2 separate regions of the Ovis aries genome follow, and region 2 is linked to region 1. Evidence: chromatin contacts called from public Hi-C data. All regions are on one chromosome and are shown on one strand. The core of a region is the stretch at or near the end of the contact, and the rest is flanking DNA. Distances in the headings are between cores, read along the strand shown.

Region 1 (4,060 bases), core at 635-3,134:
GGCCTGCCTTTCTTCCAGACAGTGAGGGGCTGAGGGCAGAGAGGTGTGGGGGTGCTGGTCACACAGCCAGCCCTGCGCCTAGCGCTGCTCTCCCAGTCGAGAGCACGCGGCCTGGCTGCCGTGCGGTCCCGCCCTGGCCCTCCTGTGACCTGGGCCCCGGGGGGCGAGGACGGAAGCAGGGGAGGCGGTGCGGGGCCCGCCCTCCCCAGCGCTAGACCAGCCGCGCAGATCTAGGCCGCTCGGCACCCGGAGGCCGGGTCCTGTTGTAGGTGACGCGGCCTCTGTTCCGCCAGTTCGCCGTGTTCTACAAAGGGGACGAGTGCCTGGGCAGCGGGAAGATCCTGCGTCTGGGGCCGTCCGCCTACACACTGCAGAAGGGCCAGAGGACGTCCAGCGTGGCCACGGAGGGCTCCAGCGACAGCCCGGGCCTGGGGCCTGCACCCTGACGGAGGCGGAGCGGCTGCTGCGGAGCTTGCGGGAGGAGAGGTGGGGGAGCGGAGCCAGGGGGCTGTGGGGGCTCAGCACTGCCACCCCCCGGTGACCCGGCGGCCGCTCCAGTGCTGGCTGGAGGGTCTGTCCCAGGTGCCCGTTTGTAGGGTTCCTTCCTCACACCCCAGAAGAGGCAGCATCCAATAAAAACTCTGCCCGGGACGTAGGTTCTGATGGTGCCTTTGGGGGGCGGGGCCCAGGGGGCTGTCTCGGGGCTCCAGGGCACGGGGGGTGTGTGGCCAGGCGGGGGGCAGCACGGAGGGGACGGGCCCCGCTTCTCTCTCTCCGTTCGTGCCTGTGCCCGCCCTCCCCTGTGGCAGGGCCCCGTGAGCAGCCTTGAGCCGAGTCCCAGCCTGCAGGGTGTCTGCCGGGGAGGGCTGCAGGCTTGAGGCCCCTCTGAGTGCGGCCCTGTCCCAAGTCCAGGCAGCTGCACAGAACCCCCCATCACCCCACCAGAGTGCTCCGCGCCCTGGCCAGTCACACCAGAAAACGGGGCCTGGGCCCCTGGGCGGGTTCACCGTGAGACGGTTGGCGGGTGCGCTCGCCTTGGTCCGTTCAGGCTGCCGTGACAGGACGCCCCCGAGCTGGAGGCTCACTGACGCGGGAGTCCTCTCTCAGCTGCCCGGGCCACGTGTCAGACCAGGGTCCGGCCTCGGACGGGACGGTGCGCTCACAGGCAGGGAGAAGGCCACAGCTCCGTAGGGACTGTGGGCCCCAGCCGCCCCAGGGTGTTCTCTCTGTGCTGCTCCGTCGGTAGAGCTGCAGCCCCCCGTGTCCCCCTCCCCCGGTTCCAGGCCCCCAGCAGGGCACGTCCCCAGGGTGGGGCAGGGGACACGGCTGGCACCTCCCACTACACTGCGTGGCTTCCAAGACCAGGGGCCCTCCAGCCAGGCTTGGCCAGAGAGGCTCTGCTCAGCCCAGCGCGGAGGCAGACCTACAGCCGCTCTCCGCGTTGTGCTGGGCTGGCGGGTGGGCAGAGAGGCCAGCAGCGCCCTTGGGCACCTTCAGCCCCGCTGGGAGGCCAGGGCTGAGACACCACTTGTGTTCTGCCAGCTCCAGGGGCAGCATGGAGACCCCCTGGGCTTGGGCTCCCTGGGGTCCACTGCCTTGGGCTGGGGCTTTCGCTGTCTGGGGAGCCTCCAGGGTGGGAGGAATGGTGGCTGGAGGGGGCCAGCGGCAGGGTCATGGACCAGCAGAGGAGAGGCTGCCCTTCTAGCCTCCAGATGGCTCTGCCTGTCCTGCTGGCCCGATGCCAGGCCTCCAGCCAGGTTGGCCAGTGGAGGCGGGAGGAGGATCACAAACCTGCCGCTACCCCTGGCTCAGCAGTACCCGTGGGAGCCTAGAGGCCTGCAGTGCCACCTTCTCCTGGGCACAGCCTGCCCCCCTCCAAGCCCTCCAGGCCCACAGTGCCACCTTCTGGGCACAGCCTGCCCCCCCCAAGTCCTCCAGGCCCACAGTGCCACCTCCTGGGCACAGCCTGCCCCCGAGTCCTCCAGGCCCGCAGTGCCACCTTCTCCTGGGCACAGCCTGACCCCCCACCTCGAGCCCTCCAGGCCCGCAGTGCCACCTTCTGGGCACAGCCTGCCCCCCCCCCAAGTCCTCCAGGCCCACAGTGCCACCTTCTCCTGGGCACAGCCTGCCCCTGAGTCCTCCAGGCCACTGACTGACCCTGGGAGGCTCCTGGGCAATGCCTCTGACTCAGCTGACCCATGACCTTCAGAGGGGCTGGGGCTGGTAGGGGATGGGCTTCCCTGCCTTCTTCCCCACTGGTGCCCGGCCTCCAGGCCACGGTCACCCCACACTGGGCATCCTGAGGGAGGGCCCGGGCCGCTGCTTTTACACACCGACCCCCGTCTCTTGATGCAGATGAAGGGTTGCCCCCCCCCCCCCCCCCCCCCCCCCGCCCCTGTCACTTCAGAGTCACCTTGGCGAGACAGACCCCCGAGCCTGGCCTGTGCTCCGCTCCTGGGAGGCTCAAGTCCGTGTCAGGGTCAGCCCCTGGGGCCCGTCTTCTGCCCGCAGCCCTGGGGCTCTAGCGGCATCTTGTCCATGTCCAGGGAGGCCTTCACGAGGCCCAGACTTCCCAGCACCTTCAGTGTCTGCAGGAAGGGTGGCTGGGGCGAGGCACCAGCTGCAACGTAAGGGCCAGTCACTACTGTTCAGTGTTTCCGTGGCCTGGACGAGGTTCAGCGTTCACGTCTGTTCAGTGATTTTGTCTTGAGGTATGGGTCCCGGAGCAGCTGTGGCTGGGGTTGGTGTGGAGGGCAGTCATTCTGTCCACGGGAGGACACCCAAGCCCAGCAGACACACCTGCTCGCCTCTCCCCAGGGGCTGCTCGCCTCTCCCCAGGGGCTGCTCGCCTTCTGAAATGCGCTCCCACAGGAGGCTTCTGGGCTGACGAGCGCGTCTGTTGCTCTCAGGCCTGAGCTCTCTGAGAGGCAACTGTCCGTGGTGGACTCGAGATGAGGCCGGAAGAGAGGCCTAGGGGGAGGGCGTTTCTGGGCGTCTTTCCTCTTTCTCCTCCCAGACCTGACCCAAGGGTGGCCCGACCTCTGGAGTTGTGTGGCCAGCACCGGGGCGAAGACTCCCGGAGGCCTGGGAAGAGGGGCCCTGTGGGCTGAGATCGTGGGGTCCCTGCTGTTTCTCTTTGCTCCACAGGTTTTCCCCAAAGGTGGCCCCACTTGGGTGGAAGCGTGGCAGTGCAGGCGGCTAGGACCCTGGGGGCAACCCATCTTTCTGGGCAGAGAAACCAAGGAAGGGGCCCCGGGAGTAAGCGCACGTAAGGCGAACCCAGAGAGCAGAGCGTGGGCAGAGCGGACCCCTTGCTCCACGTACGCTGACAGGCGCTGGCTCGCCCCAGTTGGAGCAGGCCCCAAGCAGCGTATGAAAGGCTCCGAGAGCAGATGGGCCGCAAAGCACCCCGGGTCCCAGGCTGACTGTGCACCACGTGTGCAGGGCGGGCCCAGGGCCGCACGGCAGCAGCCGCAGAGGGAGGCAGGGCTGTGGTCTGAGCCTCACTGGGTTGACTGCCTCCTAAAACAAACAAAACCAACATCTGCCAGAGGATCTTAACAGGACCCAGAGGCCTGTGACGTAACATTGGGTGTCGAGGATTCAGTGTGGAATTAGCCAGTTTACAGAGAACCAGGAAAACCCCAAGGGGAAAGAAAACAGATTTGGGGCCCCCAGATGTCCAAATTATCAAAGAATTTAAAGTTACAACCATGCTCTATGACGTAAAGGTAAACACTTCTGAAATTCATGGAAAATTAGACGTTTTTAGTAGAGAAATAAAAATTATAAAAAGGAGCCATGTGGAAATTTTAGAACTTAAACTTACAATATTTGAAATTTAAAAAAATCACTGGATGGCCTTCATAACAGAATGGATATTAAAGAAGAAGGAATCAGTGAACTTGAAAGTGGTTCACTAAGGGGTAGGATGGGAAGGAGGGCGGGAGGGAGTCCCAAGGGGAAAGGGATTTATATATACTTACGGCTGACTCACGTTGCTGTATGGCAAAAACCAACATAGCATTATATAAATTTTTAAATAGTAGTAAAATGGTAG
Region 2 (4,060 bases), core at 400-2,899, 150 kb after region 1:
AGTGTACTCTCGGATGGTCTCGAAGTCCAGCGGGTTGATCACGTCCAGGCTGCCGCTGAGCGAGTGTAGGTAGAACTGCCCCTTCAGGTTCCCGCTGACGATGCTGTAGTGGATGGCAGCGTTCTGGCCCTGGTCGCGGTCCGTGGCCTGCACTCGCAGCACCGGCGTGTTGACGGCCACGTCCTCCGGCACCTGGACCACGTAGCGCTTCTCGCTGAACTGGGGGTAGTTGTCGTTCTCGTCCTCCACCACGATGTGCACGGTGGCGGTGGCGCTGAGCGGGCCCGGGTTGCGGCCCTGGTCGTTGGCCTCCACCAGCAGCTGGTAGCTGGCCTCCTCCTCCCGGTCCACCACGGCCCGCGTGCGCACCACGCCCGAGCGCTCGTCGATCTCGAAGATGCCGCGCGCGCCCTCCAGCAGGCGGTAGCGCATGTTGGCGTTGGAGGGCGCGTCACCGTCGGTGGCGCGGATGGTCAGCACTTCGTAGCCCACCTCGAGGTTCTCGCGCACGCGCTCGCGGTACTCCGACTGCTCGAAGACGGGGCTGTGGTCGTTGGTGTCGCTGACCGTGACGGTGAGGTAGGTGGCGGCCGAGCGCCGCGGCGAGCCGTGGTCCACCGCACTTACCTTGAGTACGTGCGTGTCCTTGGTCTCGCGGTCCAGCGGGCGGGCGGTGCTCACCAAGCCCGTGTCCGCGTCGATGAGGAAGTAGCCATTGGAGCGCTCATCAAACAGCGCCTCCATCTGGTAGCCGAGGCGCCCCGCCTCGCCCTCGTCGGGATCGTGCGCTCGCAGCTCGATGACCGCGGTGCCGGCGGGCTCGTTCTCGGGCACCGACACCTGGTAGCTGGGCAGCTGGAACTGCGGGGTAGTGCTGCCGCCAGCGCCCCGCCGGGCCCGCCGCGCCGCCCCCGCCCCGGCCTGAGGCAGGCCTGGCGGCGGCGGCGACTGCGACGGCAATGGGGAAGGCGTCCCCGAGGCCGCCTCCAGCGCCAGCTCCACCCGGACGGTGCCTGCTGCGCGCCGCAGGGCACAGAGCAGGAGCAGGCGGGCCGAGCCCCCGGGCGGCAAGCAGACAGGGCGGCGTGGGCAGCGGGAACCGGGGCGCGGCGGGCAGCTGCAGGCGGGGAACGTGGTCAAGGCGGCCAGTGCCGAGTGCAGCGTGGCCCCGCCGCCGCCAGGGGCTGGGAAGCACAGCATCGCGCCGGGGCCAGGCACCGCTAGCACAGCCCGCGCGCGCAGCTCGGCGCCGAGAGCCCGTCGGCCCCGGGGCCGGGCGCCGCAACCGGGACCGTGCGCGTGTGCCCGCAGGCGGAGGCTCAGCGCCGCCTGGGCGCTGCGGTCAGCCAGGCGGACCTGCAGTGGCAGCGGACGTCCCCCCAGGCGCGCGCAGCCCGGGAGACCCGCGCCGGGTCCGCGCCGCCGCCCGACCAGCCGGCCGTCGCGGCTCAAGTCCAGCAGTTCCCGCAGCGCCCGGGGCGTGTGCGCCGCATCCAGCGCATAGGTCCAGCCGGGCCCGAGGGCGAAAGCGCGGGCACCGCCGGGCACTCGCAGCTCCCAGGCGGCCGCTCGGAGCCCCAGCGCCGGTAGGGCGGCGGCCGCAGCCAGCAGCAGCAGCGCGGGCAGCGCGGGCGGCGGCGGCGGCGCCATGGCCCGGAGCCCGAGCCGGGCGCCCGAGCACAATCCATGCACCCGGCGCGGCTCCGCATCCACCCGGCGCGGCCGGGGGGCGGCTCCCGCGCGCCCGGTGCCGGGCCCTCGGGGCGGCTCGCGCCCCGCCTCCCCGGGGGCCCTGGAGGGGACACCGGGGGCCGGGCTCCCGGTCTCCCCCGCAGCTTCCACTTCAAGAGCACTTTGCGAAAGTTTGCGAAGTTGGTTTCAAGATGGCTCCTCCGCGCGTCCCGGGAGGGCGTCGCGCATCAACCTGCGGTGGCGGCGGATCTGGGTGGCTCCAGGTGGCTCCTGCGCGGGCCCGACAGGGCGGCGTGGGAAGCGGGGCGGGCCCGCGGCGGGACGAGGGCTGCGCTCCCGGAGCGGGACCGGCCGCACCGCGCGGCCGAGACCCCAGCGGCCGGCTGCTGCCTGGGCGGTGCGCTCGGCCAGCGCCCCCAGCGCCCGCGCTCTCCCCGCCCCTGGCCCGGCCCGGCCCCGCCCCCGGCCCCGCCGCGTATTGTTCGGCCCCTGGGGGAGCCGGCCCGGAGGTGCGCGCCGGGAGGATCGCTATGGAGACGCGGGGGCGCAGCGGCGGCGGGGGCTGCGGGCAGGGCCCACTCTCCAGCGGCCTCCCCACCCGGCCTCCCTTGGGGGCAGGGCCGAAGAAGTCGGGCCGGGAAAGGCGGGCGGAGCGGCGTGGGGCGGGGGGGCGCGGGGAGCTGGTGCCGTGGCCACCAGTGCGGTGGTGGCTCCACTCTCCGGGGACTGAGCGCAACCGAAGCCCCCACCCCACCCCGGCAACGCTGATCCGTGGAGACCGCCATCCGGGCTGGACCGACCGGGGAGAGTGAAGGGTGCGGAGGCTCCCGGGAGGGGGCAGCTCTCCAGCAGCGGCTGCTGCCGGGGTAGGGGGTGGGGGGCGGATACAGATTTACAGCCATATGCCCGAGGCTAAAGTGCTTAACCCGGAGAAATTTTCCTGGACTTTGAAACTGTATAGGCGACTAACCCAGAATAGGGTCCTTTGGGTTTAAAAGGGAACTTTGAAAGTAAAAGAAAAGCAGTCCGAGTTGACACTTGGGATCGGAGTTGGAGTCGGCGGAGGCGAGCTCGTCTCCCGCGAGTGCGACTGGCTGGAGCGCACAGTTCGCGGCCGCGCGCTCAGGCCCCGAGGCCCCTAGGCTGCGGCCGCAGCTCAGGGGCCCCGAGCGCAGGCCCGGGGGGCAGGAAGCCGTCGCGGGCGGGGGGCACTCAGAACCCTACGACAGCGGCCGGTCTCCGGGCTTACCCCATCTCCTGCGGGGAACAGCCCGGGAAGGGAGTTTTAGGGTTGAGACACACTGCCGCCTCCTACGGGGTGCAGATGGGGAGGGGGTGCTTTAGAACGAACTGACACCTGCCTCACTTCCTGCGGGGCACAGCCTGCGGGCTCGGGGCTCGGGGTGTGAGACACCCTCCCCGTCCCGCGGGGCTTTAGGGCTGTGGGCCCTCCTGATGGGAGATGCACTTGTCCGCGAAGCTTTGGGTCCCAGAACCCACTCTAGCTCCTCGCCTTCCAGCGGTCCGGGGGATCCGGAAGGAGTCCCCCCCCTTGTAACCCCCCCACCCCTCCAGACAGCCGTAGGGGTGAGAGTCGTCACCCACTTGTCCTGTCTCTAGAATGGAGTTTTGGGACCAGGGCGGCATTTCCGAGCTGAGCGCCGATAGCTGTGGAGCTGGGGCACAAAAATAAATAAACAACCGATATGGCTGAAAGTTACTGAATACAGTGTGCTTGGACTGAAGCCAAATACTTCAGTACTGAAGCATTCTCTTCCCCCCAGCAACGATATGAAGACATTATTATGACCTAAAACGTAGATGGGTTTTGGAACCTTTTACTCTGGGAGTTTCCATTGTTAAGCCTGGTCGGGAAATGGAGCCGGTGCTGCTCCTCCAGTCCATCCCTTAAATGTGAGGTCCAGGACCTCCCCGGACTGCCCTTCCTCTTCCTGGGGAGGGTCAGAGGGCAGGAGTTCTAAGATCGGGATGGCAGGGAGGACCCTTCCCATCCCAGACTCCTGGGACGCTCCCAGCCGGGGTGAAGGGGAGAAGGGAAATGGGGACCCCTGCTGGAGAAGCCCTGGAGTGCTTATTTCGCAATAGGACTTTGAATAGGGAGGGTTGGGTTTAAATAAACAAAAGGTTCTGTTGCACCGCTCTTGCTGGTTTTTGAAAATTCAGATGCAGTGAATGGGTTTAGGTGTGGACATGCTTTCCTGGAACGAGACACCTGCCAGCTGCAAGGGAACCGCAGGGACAGCCCAGCACCACTTCCTGATTCCAGGGGCCCCGGAGGGGGACGCAGGGACAGACCTTGCTAACTGCATGTCCAGCAAAGGGCTGAGATACGAGTAATACTTCCACT

Evidence for each region. Hi-C and Micro-C count contacts between places; a contact is called where the count stands out from the background.
Region 2: a Hi-C map of tail adipose tissue shows a contact between it and region 1, with 10 times the contacts expected there. The contact joins the promoter of CELSR1 here to the enhancer-like site in region 1. A contact is called at or near these places in 10 of 16 Hi-C or Micro-C datasets (hypothalamus, liver, mixed tissues and 5 more).

What each region holds. Positions count from the first base shown.
Region 1 is chr3:222,551,882-222,555,941 of ARS-UI_Ramb_v3.0, forward strand. It overlaps TRMU (tRNA mitochondrial 2-thiouridylase), which reads left to right. Exons shown (of 11, transcript XM_027968216.3): 11 at 294-651. The coding sequence ends at 446. Among named protein-coding and RNA genes, the nearest start is that of TRMU, 16 kb to the left of the region's middle. Within about 2 kb of position 1,885, at least 4 of the 54 cell types and tissues checked have an H3K27ac peak or open chromatin away from gene starts, as enhancers often do.
Region 2 is chr3:222,703,064-222,707,123 of ARS-UI_Ramb_v3.0, forward strand. CELSR1 (cadherin EGF LAG seven-pass G-type receptor 1) reads right to left here and starts at 1,650. Exons shown (of 35, transcript XM_042247887.1): 1 at 1-1,650. The coding sequence starts at 1,650.